Regions from separate parts of the Mus musculus genome. Here regions 1, 3 and 4 are each linked to region 2. Evidence: chromatin contacts called from public HiChIP or PLAC-seq data. All regions are on one chromosome and are shown on one strand. Each heading gives the region's core, a stretch centred on a gene start, on an enhancer-like site or on the middle of the called end of the contact. The rest is flanking DNA. Distances are from core to core; before and after follow the strand shown.

What was found. HiChIP or PLAC-seq counts read pairs in DNA pulled down with a chosen protein or histone mark.
Region 1: a contact with region 2 is called in an H3K27ac HiChIP or PLAC-seq map of T-cell acute lymphoblastic leukemia, with 2.3 times the contacts expected there. The contact joins two enhancer-like sites. A contact is called at or near these places in 1 of 484 Hi-C or Micro-C datasets (nephron progenitors), 1 of 115 datasets of contacts at active chromatin or transcription factors (T-cell acute lymphoblastic leukemia) and 1 of 9 other capture datasets (embryonic stem cells).
Region 3: a contact with region 2 is called in an H3K27ac HiChIP or PLAC-seq map of T-cell acute lymphoblastic leukemia, with 4 times the contacts expected there. The contact joins two enhancer-like sites. A contact is called at or near these places in 1 of 15 datasets of contacts at CTCF or cohesin (the NIH/3T3 cell line), 2 of 484 Hi-C or Micro-C datasets (the 3T3-L1 cell line and uterus) and 4 of 115 datasets of contacts at active chromatin or transcription factors (T-cell acute lymphoblastic leukemia, craniofacial prominence, epiblast stem cells and 1 more).
Region 4: a contact with region 2 is called in an H3K27ac HiChIP or PLAC-seq map of DN3 thymocytes, with 5 times the contacts expected there. The contact joins two enhancer-like sites.

Annotation. Positions count from the first base shown.
Region 1 is chr15:94,186,491-94,189,190 of GRCm38.p6, reverse strand. No RefSeq gene overlaps it. Among named protein-coding and RNA genes, the nearest start is that of Gm41388, 50 kb to the right of the region's middle. Within about 2 kb of position 1,415, at least 26 of the 459 cell types and tissues checked have an H3K27ac peak or open chromatin away from gene starts, as enhancers often do. A contact at or near this core is called in T-cell acute lymphoblastic leukemia, where this site is marked.
Region 2 is chr15:93,912,435-93,915,134 of GRCm38.p6, reverse strand. The region is part of intron 2 of 9430014N10Rik (RIKEN cDNA 9430014N10 gene); the gene reads left to right. Among named protein-coding and RNA genes, the nearest start is that of 9430014N10Rik, 13 kb to the left of the region's middle. Within about 2 kb of position 1,449, at least 44 of the 459 cell types and tissues checked have an H3K27ac peak or open chromatin away from gene starts, as enhancers often do. A contact at or near this core is called in DN3 thymocytes and T-cell acute lymphoblastic leukemia, where this site is marked.
Region 3 is chr15:93,512,612-93,515,311 of GRCm38.p6, reverse strand. Prickle1 (prickle planar cell polarity protein 1) reads left to right here. Exons shown (of 8, transcript NM_001033217.5): 2 at 2,676-2,700. Among named protein-coding and RNA genes, the nearest start is that of Prickle1, 82 kb to the left of the region's middle. Within about 2 kb of position 1,286, at least 51 of the 459 cell types and tissues checked have an H3K27ac peak or open chromatin away from gene starts, as enhancers often do. A contact at or near this core is called in T-cell acute lymphoblastic leukemia, where this site is marked.
Region 4 is chr15:94,234,064-94,236,763 of GRCm38.p6, reverse strand. No RefSeq gene overlaps it. Among named protein-coding and RNA genes, the nearest start is that of D630010B17Rik, 12 kb to the left of the region's middle. Within about 2 kb of position 1,448, at least 19 of the 459 cell types and tissues checked have an H3K27ac peak or open chromatin away from gene starts, as enhancers often do. A contact at or near this core is called in DN3 thymocytes, where this site is marked.

The sequences.
Region 1 (2,700 bases), core at 166-2,665, 270 kb before region 2:
GCAGAAGCACACAGATCTCTATGAGTTCCAGGCCAGTCAAAATGACATACTGGAGCCTTGCTTTAAAAAAGAAAAAAAAAATAATTAGAGAAACCAGGCTTTCTCAGCCTGTGTGTGTGCCACGCACAGCCATACGCACTTTTATCCTGGCTGCCAAAGCAAAGAACGGTGTATGGTCATCATTTTGCTTAGCTTTATCTGAAGCCAATTTTAGACTTCACGGTGCTTCTCTGGTTCTTCATTCTTCAGGGTGTCACCAAAGGTGACCCATGAAGGTAGTGATTGAGAAAAGTGTTCTAAATGTTAAGTGATAAAGAAAACAGTCACCACTCCAGTTTCCAGAACTATTTTTGAATCTGGAAGTCAAAGAGCAGACGCGTGACTATTATGTAGGCTCCCACTGCTTACAGTGAGCCCTTCAAGCATGACCCTTGGGTCATGAGGTTCAAAACCAGACACTGTCTAGGTTTGACCTGCAGGCTGTTATTCTCAACCACTAACAGATAAGAATTAACTACAACGATGCTAGTTTCAGAGTTAAGAAGGACGAACAATATTAACCAACCAACCCCACCTCAACCCCCACCGCAGAGCTCCCAGGGACTGAAACACCAACCAAAGAGTACGCGTGGAGGGACGCATGGCTCAAGCCACATATGTAGCAGACGATTGCCTTATCTGGCATTAATGGGAGGGGGGGCCCTTGTTACTTTGGAGACTCGGTGACCCAACCAAAGGGAATGCTAGGGCAGTGAGGTGGCAGAGGGTGGGTGGGTGGGTGCAGGAGCACCCTCATAAAAGCATGGGGGAAGGGGAGTGGGATGGAGGTTTGTGGAGGGGAAACAGGAAAAGGGGATAACATTTGAAATGTAAATAAATAAAAAAAGCAATATAAAATACAATACAATAAAATAACAAAGTTAAGAAGCTGTTCCAGGGAATTACTGTGGGCCTGTGTGTTTGTTTGTTTATTTGTCTTTATTTCAGAGTCAAGGAACATTTCATAAGTTAGAAGTACAGCATTTGACTTTGGCCTTAAAGGCTGCCAGTTTTGTGTTCCCGTTGGTTTAGGCGTCAATGAATGCACCTAACACAAACTTAGCAACTGAGGCTTCCTGGCAGGGTAATGACTGTGGGCACATACAGCTTGAAGCAGTGGAGGGTTGGGGGGAGGGAAGGAAGACCCTGGGATTTCAGAGAACAGCCCCAGGTTCTTTGGTAATTAGTTGCTTTTGAAAACTTTTTCTATGTTGACATACAAAACTTAAGTGACTGCTCAAGCTAGGGTGCCTGAGATGAGCTAGCTGTTCTCTAATTTATATACAAGGAAAATGAAGCATGCTAAGCGGGCCTTTGTGGGCCAGGGGAGACAGGCATGGGTGTGGCTTATGCCGCAGAAATGAATCACTTGCATGAACCACATGCATCTGTGCCTTCTTCCTGTGCCTGTTCAAAGCCAGCTGTGGCTTCACAGGAGACTCTTCAACGACCGACTAAGAAATAAAGTCCATTTTACCTGTGTTAGAAATGCATTTTATGCTATTCTGGCATCATCCTCAGTGGGCACACTAGATCCCCAGGAAAAGGCAACTGTGAAAAAAGGAGTGACGAAAGTATAAAAGTGTCCCAGCATCTCATTTCCCTATTAGAGTAGAGGCAGAGATTTTTTTTTCCAACACAAGACTGGAGATCTGACCTCTTTGGCTAATGAATCTTTGGGAAAAAGCTGGAGATAAAACACTCTGGTCTTAGAATGTGTCACATAGAATGTGACTGAAAAAAAAAGCCTCCACATGTGGACAAGCATTCTAGACACTTGGCCTCATTTCTCGTTCATTGCCAGGGTGTCTGATGGGCTCACGGTGGTGTGGCAGCAAGAAGCATTGCTGTCTGGACTGACTGGAGCTTCTTCTCCTATTCAGAGCTCAGTCGGCAGTGAAAGGTTCTCAGGTCAAGGGTAAAGTGCTCTATTTTGCCTCCGTATAACATACACTGCACCCTCCACCCCCATGCAAAGAAGCTCATCTTTTCTCCTAGCAGAAGGCCCAGTGAAAACAGTTACATTCTCAAGGGTACAGCAGACCCACTTTGACTAAGATTTACTCAGCTAAGCTTCCAATTTGCCATTAAGTAGCAACTTCACCAAACTCCCGTTATCTAGATCACTGTTAGCTACCCGGTGGCTGACTTTTTTTTTGATGGATTAAATTGCAGATTGAGGTCAGAAAGGTACCTGCTGCTCAAGCAATAAGACTGAACTTTGATCTTTAACACCTACATAAAAATCCAGGCATGGTGACACACTCTTGTAATTCTAGTGCAGAGGAGGAAGAAATAGGCTGGTCTTTCACAGTTTACTGACTAGCCAGTATGGCCTACTCCATAAGCCCCAGGCCCAAGTGAAGGTCCCTGTCTCAGATATAACAAAAACATAAACAACAACAAAAACAACAACAACAACAAACAAGATTAAGTGCTCCTTAGAAACAACACTATTCCAGCCTCCACATGCACATTCATACATGTGCACACATACATGCACACAAACACACAAGTCACTGTATATAATTACTAGTAGGCTGCTGTTCTATAGGAGTTTTCTCTAAGACTGAAACCTTCAGTCTGAAGCTAAGATTGTTAGGACACAGGGTGTTAGGAATGAGATGAAACAGTAGCAGAGGAGACACTCCACCCTGCAGG
Region 2 (2,700 bases), core at 200-2,699:
TGGAATTGAGGTTGGGGGGAGGAAAATTTAAGAGCAATAAATAATTACACCAAAGGAACCTATTGGATTTAGGAGCAATAGCAGGGAGAAATAATCAAAATGCATTGTGCGAAATCCTCAAAAAAATAATTTAACTTTTTACAAAGAAAGAGAACAACTGGAGAATACCAGAGTAACTGAATTAAACTCCAGACAATGTACGACTGGTTTTTCTTTTTTGCTCTCAAGACAGCCTAGAAATCAACATGTGCTAACCTGTTACGAAAGAAAAAAACAATAATAAGGCCATCTCTTATTTGTAATTGGCATTTCAAATGAACTAATTATTTCATGAGCTAAAGTGAAATGATAACACACTAGGTAATCAGCTTTCTGTCACGGTGACAACACACTCGAGGGGACCGTCTAAGAGGGAGAGGAATATTTCAACTTGTCATTAAGATGTCAGTCCACAGTTTGGGGCCTGTAGGGAGGGAAAACATGACAAACAGTGCAGATACAAGAAAGCTGCTTAGCTTGTGGTGAGGGTGGGGGAGCTGCAAGGAGCAGGGGGCGGGAGAGAGAGAGAGAGAGAGAGAGAGAGAGAGAGAGAGAGAGAGAGAGAAGGGTTCCACTATCCAAGAGTATGTTCACTGTCTCCCACTCAGCTTCACTTCCTAAGGGTTCCATTAGCTCAGAATAACTAACACCAGAGTCCTGCAACCAAACCTTCAGGACATGGCATTTGTAGGACATTTCGGATTCAAACAGGGATGCACTTGAAAGCTTTTGTGAGCTGAATCATCTGTCCATATTCATTTTACCCTGAGGTTTGATTTTCTGCTGTTAAAACGACAGGGAATCCATTGTTTCTTTCTTCAATGCCATCGCCAGCCACTTGAAAGTTCAATGTTCACAATGACAAATGCTAGGTATTCTTTTTGTTTTCTTTTTTTTTAAATTGACAGTGTGTGAAATGGGTAAAAATCAATTCCAATCTCTATTCTAAGACAGTGAACTTGGCTGGAGGGAAATAGATGAGTTTTATTTTTTTACTGATACTTGACCAGAATACAAGTCTCCATTGTCCAACCCCAAGATCTGACCAAGACCCTAGTTAGTACTCACTAGGCCTCTACCTTTTCACTCTTAACATGAGGATAAAATATCAAGTTAGAAAGAGGGTGGTCAGGGATAAAAGAAATTCAATACCGGCCACAAATATCACCCTGCCTGGCACAGGTGGATTTTCTTTCAAGTCTAAGACCAGGACCAGCATAAATCCATACCCCTACAATAGCAGGGACTATGCCATCACAGTCCTGCATTACATGGGCTGCAGAGGGACTGAGTGAGGTGACCAGAGAGAATTGTGGGAAATGGTGTCTGAGATAGCACAGGTTTGAGGAAGTAGAGCCAAGGAAGATACCACAGTGCAGAAAACTCCAAGCCAGCATCCACAGAGGCAGGAAGGCGGAGCGCCACCCGCCCTGCCTCAGAGGCTCATCCTGTGGTTTGCACCTACAGCAGCCACAGCAGCACATTTGTGCTAAAACGGCCATCTGTCCTTTTGAAGAAAGAATCAGGAGACTCAACCCCAAACTGTCATTTTCTAGAGGAGCCAATGGCCATGGGGTGTTCTTCTCCCGAGCCAGCTTAGCCTTAGTATTTTACTCCTGTGAGCAGAGCTGTTGTTTTCTGTTACATCTGCACCCCCCACCCCCCCACCCCCCGCCTAAGCACATTTATTTTTATTGTGAACAAACCAAATGCCATGTGACTTGCAAGACCCCTCACTGCGGGAGGGTGGGGCCAGTCCTCCTCTCGGAGGGACACTCCTCTAATCTGGTTCCTGGTTTTGAGAGAAAACTGAGAGCATGACAAATGTCTCTGCTGTCCATGACCCTAGATGAAGAGGAGGCTTTTTGTCTGTCTCGGATTCTTTTCCTCCTAACGCTGGGTCTCAGCCGCTCCTTCTTTACCTGTCTGTCACTTCTGTCTCTTCAGCCCATGTTTCCAGAGCAGAGCTGAGCTAGGTTGGCACTACAAATCCAGGTATGCTGAAGGCGCATGGCTGTAGTCAGAGAAGCCTCATAGGAAGGTGTGTGCAAAGCAGGGAGATTTTCTTTCAGTCGCAAGACATATCAGAGTGGGTAGGAGGTCCAAGGCAAACCAGATCAGTCACTCCTCTAGCTGCACAAGGAGAGACCCCTTCCCAGCCAGAACAGGCAATTACTGGAAGGCAAAATGCACAAGAGCAGCCAGGTGACTGTCAAACAGCTCTGCATACACACTGTTCCATATTCTAGACCCACATCTTCGGTCACAGAAATTATAAGATAAATCTAGACAAAGCATTCAAATTGTTGCCAATTGCAAAAAAAAAATAAATGTGAAGTGCTTTATGGAAATTACTTTATGGGGAATAAAAAGCCTTCGGCCTGTCATGCTTGACAATGGAAGGTTATTGTTATCTTTTTAATAAGAGGGAAAACCACTTTGTGCCCATATGCGTATACATTTGCATTCTTATGGAAGAAATGAACTTAAATTATAGAAAGATGTTTATTAAAATTCATTGCAATTCTCATGCCATTCTTTTTTTTTTTAATAACTAGCTACCTTGCTCTACGGTGTCCTCCGCCTAAGATAGACAAATGCATCTGGGCCTCAGAGAGGCCAAAGGCAGCGCCTCGGAGCATCCTCAGGGACTGGGCTGTA
Region 3 (2,700 bases), core at 37-2,536, 400 kb after region 2:
AATTTTTGTTTTTTTAAATTTTTATGTGATTGGGTATTTTGCCTGCATGTGTGTATGTCTGTACACTATGTGTCTCTGCCTGGTTCCCAAGGAAGACGGAAGAAAGCATCTTGGGTCAGATGCTCTCTTGACACATATACGATGATGGAGAAGCCATACAGCTGCAGGCTGGGATGTGTGGTTCTTTTTAAATGAATGAAATGGTGAAAGGAGCTAGCTAGTTTCCAAGAAAAGAGAGGGGTGAGAAAAGACAAAGGAGAGGCATGGAAGTGTTAACACTTCCTGTGGCTTAGAGGCCGCATGCGTGGATCACTCCTAAGATAATCCCTGAAAAAGTACACCAACTCTGCCAACCTCCAGCTTGCTTCTCCCTCTGATGGCTCTGGTTCTAAGGCTCCTTAACTCCTTGCCTCCTTGCCTCCGGACAACCGGCCCTAAGGCTTCATACTGCATTTAAATATTTAAATGCTAATGGTAGCAGGTACTGTGGTCACACCACCCGGTAAAACTGGAAGCTAACACTGGGATGAAAGTGGATCTCTGCTTTCCTACAATTGTGGTACCCTTTATGTTGTCGAGAAAGTTTGTTGAAAGGCTGGACTAAAACCTGTGTGAGTTTGTGGTTTAAAATGGGGACATTGCATCCAAGTGACATGTCACACGATTTACCCCCATCAGGATAGGGACTCATCCCACATTCTCAGAGAGAACAGCTCTAAGAAGGGATTTAGACCTTTGGTTTAGGAGGCAGAAAACATGGTCTCTCACCATTTGCAGAGCTTTTGTTTTATTTTTCTAGTTTTGAAAATAGAGTAGCATTTAATTTTTAAAGGCTCTTTTTTTAAAAATATTTATATTCTGTTGTTTTCCTCCTACCCCACCCCCCAGCCAGGTTTGGCAGCAGACAAATGCTCCCCGTTTCAAAATTCAGGTTAAATTGCATCGAAAGTAGCAGTTCTCCTGGTGAGAGCCCATGAGTTACTAATTAAAGTCTTAACCCCTAGTCTCTTCCTTTGACACACAGGGGCGGATCTTACAGGGCAAAAGGGAAAGACCCAAGCTGTCTTCTGACTTTCATTAACACGTCCCCTTTTATTGAGGGGGTGGAGGAATGCACCTCTGTTTCCAGTCTTTGCTAAGACGTGAATTGTCTGCACCTGTGTGCCACGGCTGGGTCAGAGGTGAGAACCCCCGCCACCGTGGAGTCGGAAATGAGGCTGCCTGCCCTTCTGTTGGGGTGCCTGAAAGCCCGTTTACTGGCTGGGGCGGTATCTTGCTGAGTCACCATTTCTCCTGCAGGAATGACTGCAGCCATGAGGCAGGTGCTCTTTTAACTCTGCCCCTTTGTGAGCTGTTCTCAAGTTCGAAGTTTAAAATGTCCTTGGATATTTTGCTAGCGGTGTATTTTAACAAGTGACTCCCCCGACCCCACCAACACTAAGAATTTAGTGTTGCACTGAGAGAATTGCTGAAACATCATTTTACCTCGGTCTGGGATTGGTTAGGATTTAAAGACAGAGGGATTAGGCTTTAACTCTTCTTATACAGGAGGCATTTGCCATCCTGGAACCCTCTCTGTAAAGTGACTGGATCAGACTAATAATTTAAAAAAATATATTAATATTTATTTTATGTGCGTTGGTGTTTTGCCTGCATGTATGTTTGAAGGTGCCAGGTCTCTAGAATTGGAACTCTAGCCAGTTGTGGGCTGCCATGTGGGTGCTGAGAATTGAACTCAGGTCTTCTAGAAGAGCAGCCATAGCCCTTAACCACCGAGCTATCTCTCCGGCCCCCTAACACACAAACTTCTTTATATTAAAATATGTCAGGATCAAAACGTTTAAAGAAAACTGGAATCGTGAAGGTTCTTGTTTTCCTTCTTAGTGCCTCGTGTGTGAGCGATGATTTTTAAGAACTATAAGACAAAGGGATAACACACCGTGCTACCAAAGCCAACATCTCAGCCTCAGGACCACTCCTTGACACCTTCAGTACCCTTTTTCTGAGACAGCTTTCTTATTCAGAAATTTAACACCTCACTTTGACCAATAGTGGGGCTGGTTCCATTTCACACTCAATAAGCCTTCCTAAACGTTGGTTGATAATGAGATTAAACAATCAAGTCTCCAAGCTGGACCCATCTGTGACCTGGCACCGTATCCAGTATTCCGAGGGGATTCGCTGACTGCCTGTCCTGGGTGTAGAAGTTTGATGTCAGGGATTAGAAGTTTAAACTGTACGGTTTACTTCAGGGATAACACTCTCGGCTGTCTCTGCTGCCTCCACTGGAAAACTTGCTTAGGAAATCTGGGGGACTGAGCAGGGTCTCTGCGGCCAGCTTTCTGGGCAAGGCAGAGCCCAGTTCCCCACTTCTGTTTAAACTCTTACACCTCGCAGGATCTCACGCATAGGTAAACAAGTCAAGCAGAGCCATCCCCTTACTCGAGCAAGAAGTATCCTTTAAAGGCAACAGAGAGCACTAGCCTGGTGGCCCGTTTTCTTTGGTACTGAGCTGGTTAAGGGAGTCACTTCCTAATTGCCTGAGTGGCACGGGGCCTGAAGTCAGCAAACCCAGGCGTTTGGTTCACTGTCTCTGAGCCCATCCATATGTAAACTAGAAGCTCTTGGTAGAGAAGCATTGCTTTTTAACACAGCGCCTTCTATGTCACCCACAGCAGCTGTCTCTTGGATGTCCTGTGA
Region 4 (2,700 bases), core at 199-2,698, 320 kb before region 2:
TTGTTTTATGTTTTTAACTTTATTTATTTTATGTGAATGGGTGTTCTGCCTACATGTGTGTCTATACACCATGTGTGTGTTGGACATCTTGACACTGGAGTTAGACAGTTGTGAGCTTCCATGGAAGTGCTGGGAATTGAACCCAAGTCTTCTGGAAGAACACCCAGTGCTTTTAACCCCTGAAATTTTTCTCCATACCCATAAGTATTTTATTTAATATTACCTAGAAGGAGAGTCTCGAAGGGTATGGCTGTGACTGGAGATGAACCAGTGCTTACATTTGTCCGAATAGAAATACTTCAGTCATTTAAAGAGTGCTCAGAGTTTTTCTCAATATTAAACACGATCACACAGAACTGCTTTCTGTCCTAGACTGTCAGAGTCACAGATGGTTTTCTGTGATGTTGATGTTGTGTGAAAATGTTTATATTCCGTTCCAGAACACCAAAGCCTAATAAGACAAAGTTGGAAAGAACTCAAATGCCCATCAGCAAGAACATAGATATAAAATAACACAGAACTTAAAATACCAACCAGACTTCACACACACACTTCCACATGTGTGTGTGTGTGTGTATGAGAGAGAGGGGGGAGGGAGCAGGAGAGAGAAAGGGAGAGGAAAAGAAGCAGGGGAGGGCAGAAAAGAGAAAAATATATGTTTAAAAATGTAACAATTAAGCAGGGCATGGTGGCGCACGCCTTTAATCCCAGCACTTGGGAGGCAGAGGCAGGCGGATTTCTGAGTTCGAGGCCAGCCTGGTCTACAAAGGGAGTTCCAGAACAGCCAGGGATATACAGAGAAACCCTGTCTCGAAGAAAAAAAAAGTAAAAATTATATCCAACTTAAAAACGATAGCTAGAGATACAGCTCAGTGGTTAAGACCATTTGCTGCTTTTGCAGAGAATCCAGGTTAAGTTCCCAGCATCCACATGTCAGCTCATAATGGCCTGTAGTCTTGTCTTAGTAGACTAAACCAATTGTATCAGATTAGCCAAATCTGCTTTAGAAATGAGCAAATTCATTGTTATTAGTGTTGGAATAGTATTCTGGGCCATCCATTTGGTTTGGAAGAATGTCCAGTACAGGAAATCCTTAATAGAATTTCTTGCCTTTCAGTGACAAAGGCTAGAATTTCTAGGCTTCCGTGAGAGCTCTGTTGATAAAAACAACGTAAAAACTGATGACACTTATGAGAAATCATGTTTTCAAAGCAGGTTTCTTCTCTTGCCTTATTTCCTCTCCCTCCCTCCAGCTCTTTACCCTACAATCTACTAATGACTTCTTTAGCAGGCTTTGGCCGGTTTAGTTGTTGAGCCAAGTCTGACTGGGGCAGGAAGTTGTGCTAGCCAGGACTTCTGAGGGGGCTTCAAAGTGAGTCATGTTGGCAGACTCACCTGGTGTGCCAGAGCCAGACTCAAGCTCTGAAGCCTGTGCAGCTGCATCATTTCTGAGCCAGTCCGTTCTCCCTCCCACTCAGCCTTGGGTTATCTCTGGCATCTGCCTCTCTCCTTCATGTTGTAGAAAACTATGTGAAAACAACAGAGGTTTAGAAGTCTTCTAATCTTCTCTAGTATGTTCCTGTTGGTGGATCTACTGCTGTGATATGAGGAGCTCAATGAGAAATGGTCTTACACATAACTGCTCATGTGTAGGATAATAAAATAACTAAAAAAAAAATTGTCATGACAAAATCGAATTTCATTTGAACCTATCTCTCTTTCCGAGATAACTGGCTTGTACTCTTAATGAGTACTCAAGAGAGTGACTACTCACTTTTGTTCACTTATTGATGAATGTGTGCAGGTCACTGGGGAAGTAATATGGTCAAGTTGATGGCACCCATGTTAAATCCAGGGATGGCAGATGGACAGAAGTATCATGGTATTCACTGTTTTAATCAATGCTTATCAATATCTTCTATATGCCCCATAATTATCATCATGGGGATAAAACATTCTAAAACTGCAGCCCTCCTAACAGTTGCATTTGAACAATGAAAATAAAACATTCAACAATAATTAATAATTAGCTTCAGTATTCTCCATGATGCCAAATGCCAAAAAGACAAACAGAGAAAGAGGGGCAGAATCTGAAGCTGCTCAAGGAGCTACCATCTAACTAAGGTAGGTTTGTCCAGGGAAGGGCTTACAAAGACCAACTTGAGTAACTGCTAGAAGCGAGATGAGGAAGCTCATGTCTTTCTGAAGGGAGAGAGCACCAGGAAGAAGGAGAATAAGCAAAGATGACAGTTCTGTGACAGTCTTGAGTAGTCACGAAAAGTTCAGGCTAAGAAAAAGCATAAATAAGGAGGTAGGGGAAGCTGGAGCAGCAACTGATGAAGAGGCATCAGGAGATGAGGACAGAGAGGGACAAGGAGGCCGGTTGTGATAGACCCTTTGGTCCTATAAGACACGTTATTTTTACTTGGCATGAGCTAGAAAAAGCACTGGGATTGACCTGTATCCTTACAAGGTCACCTTGCCTATAAGTCTTGAAAGGAACTGAAGGATCGAAAACCTGATGCCAGGGGTTGTGAAGGTAATGCCCTGCATAGGTCTGAAGAGCTGTGAAATGGGACTGACTGTAGAGTAGTGTGCCATGCAGTGGCAGACACAGACTGCTAGCCATCCTCAGGTATTTATTCTTCATCTCAAACCCTCTCTGCTTTAGTCGGAGGGATCTAACTCTTCCACACTTTG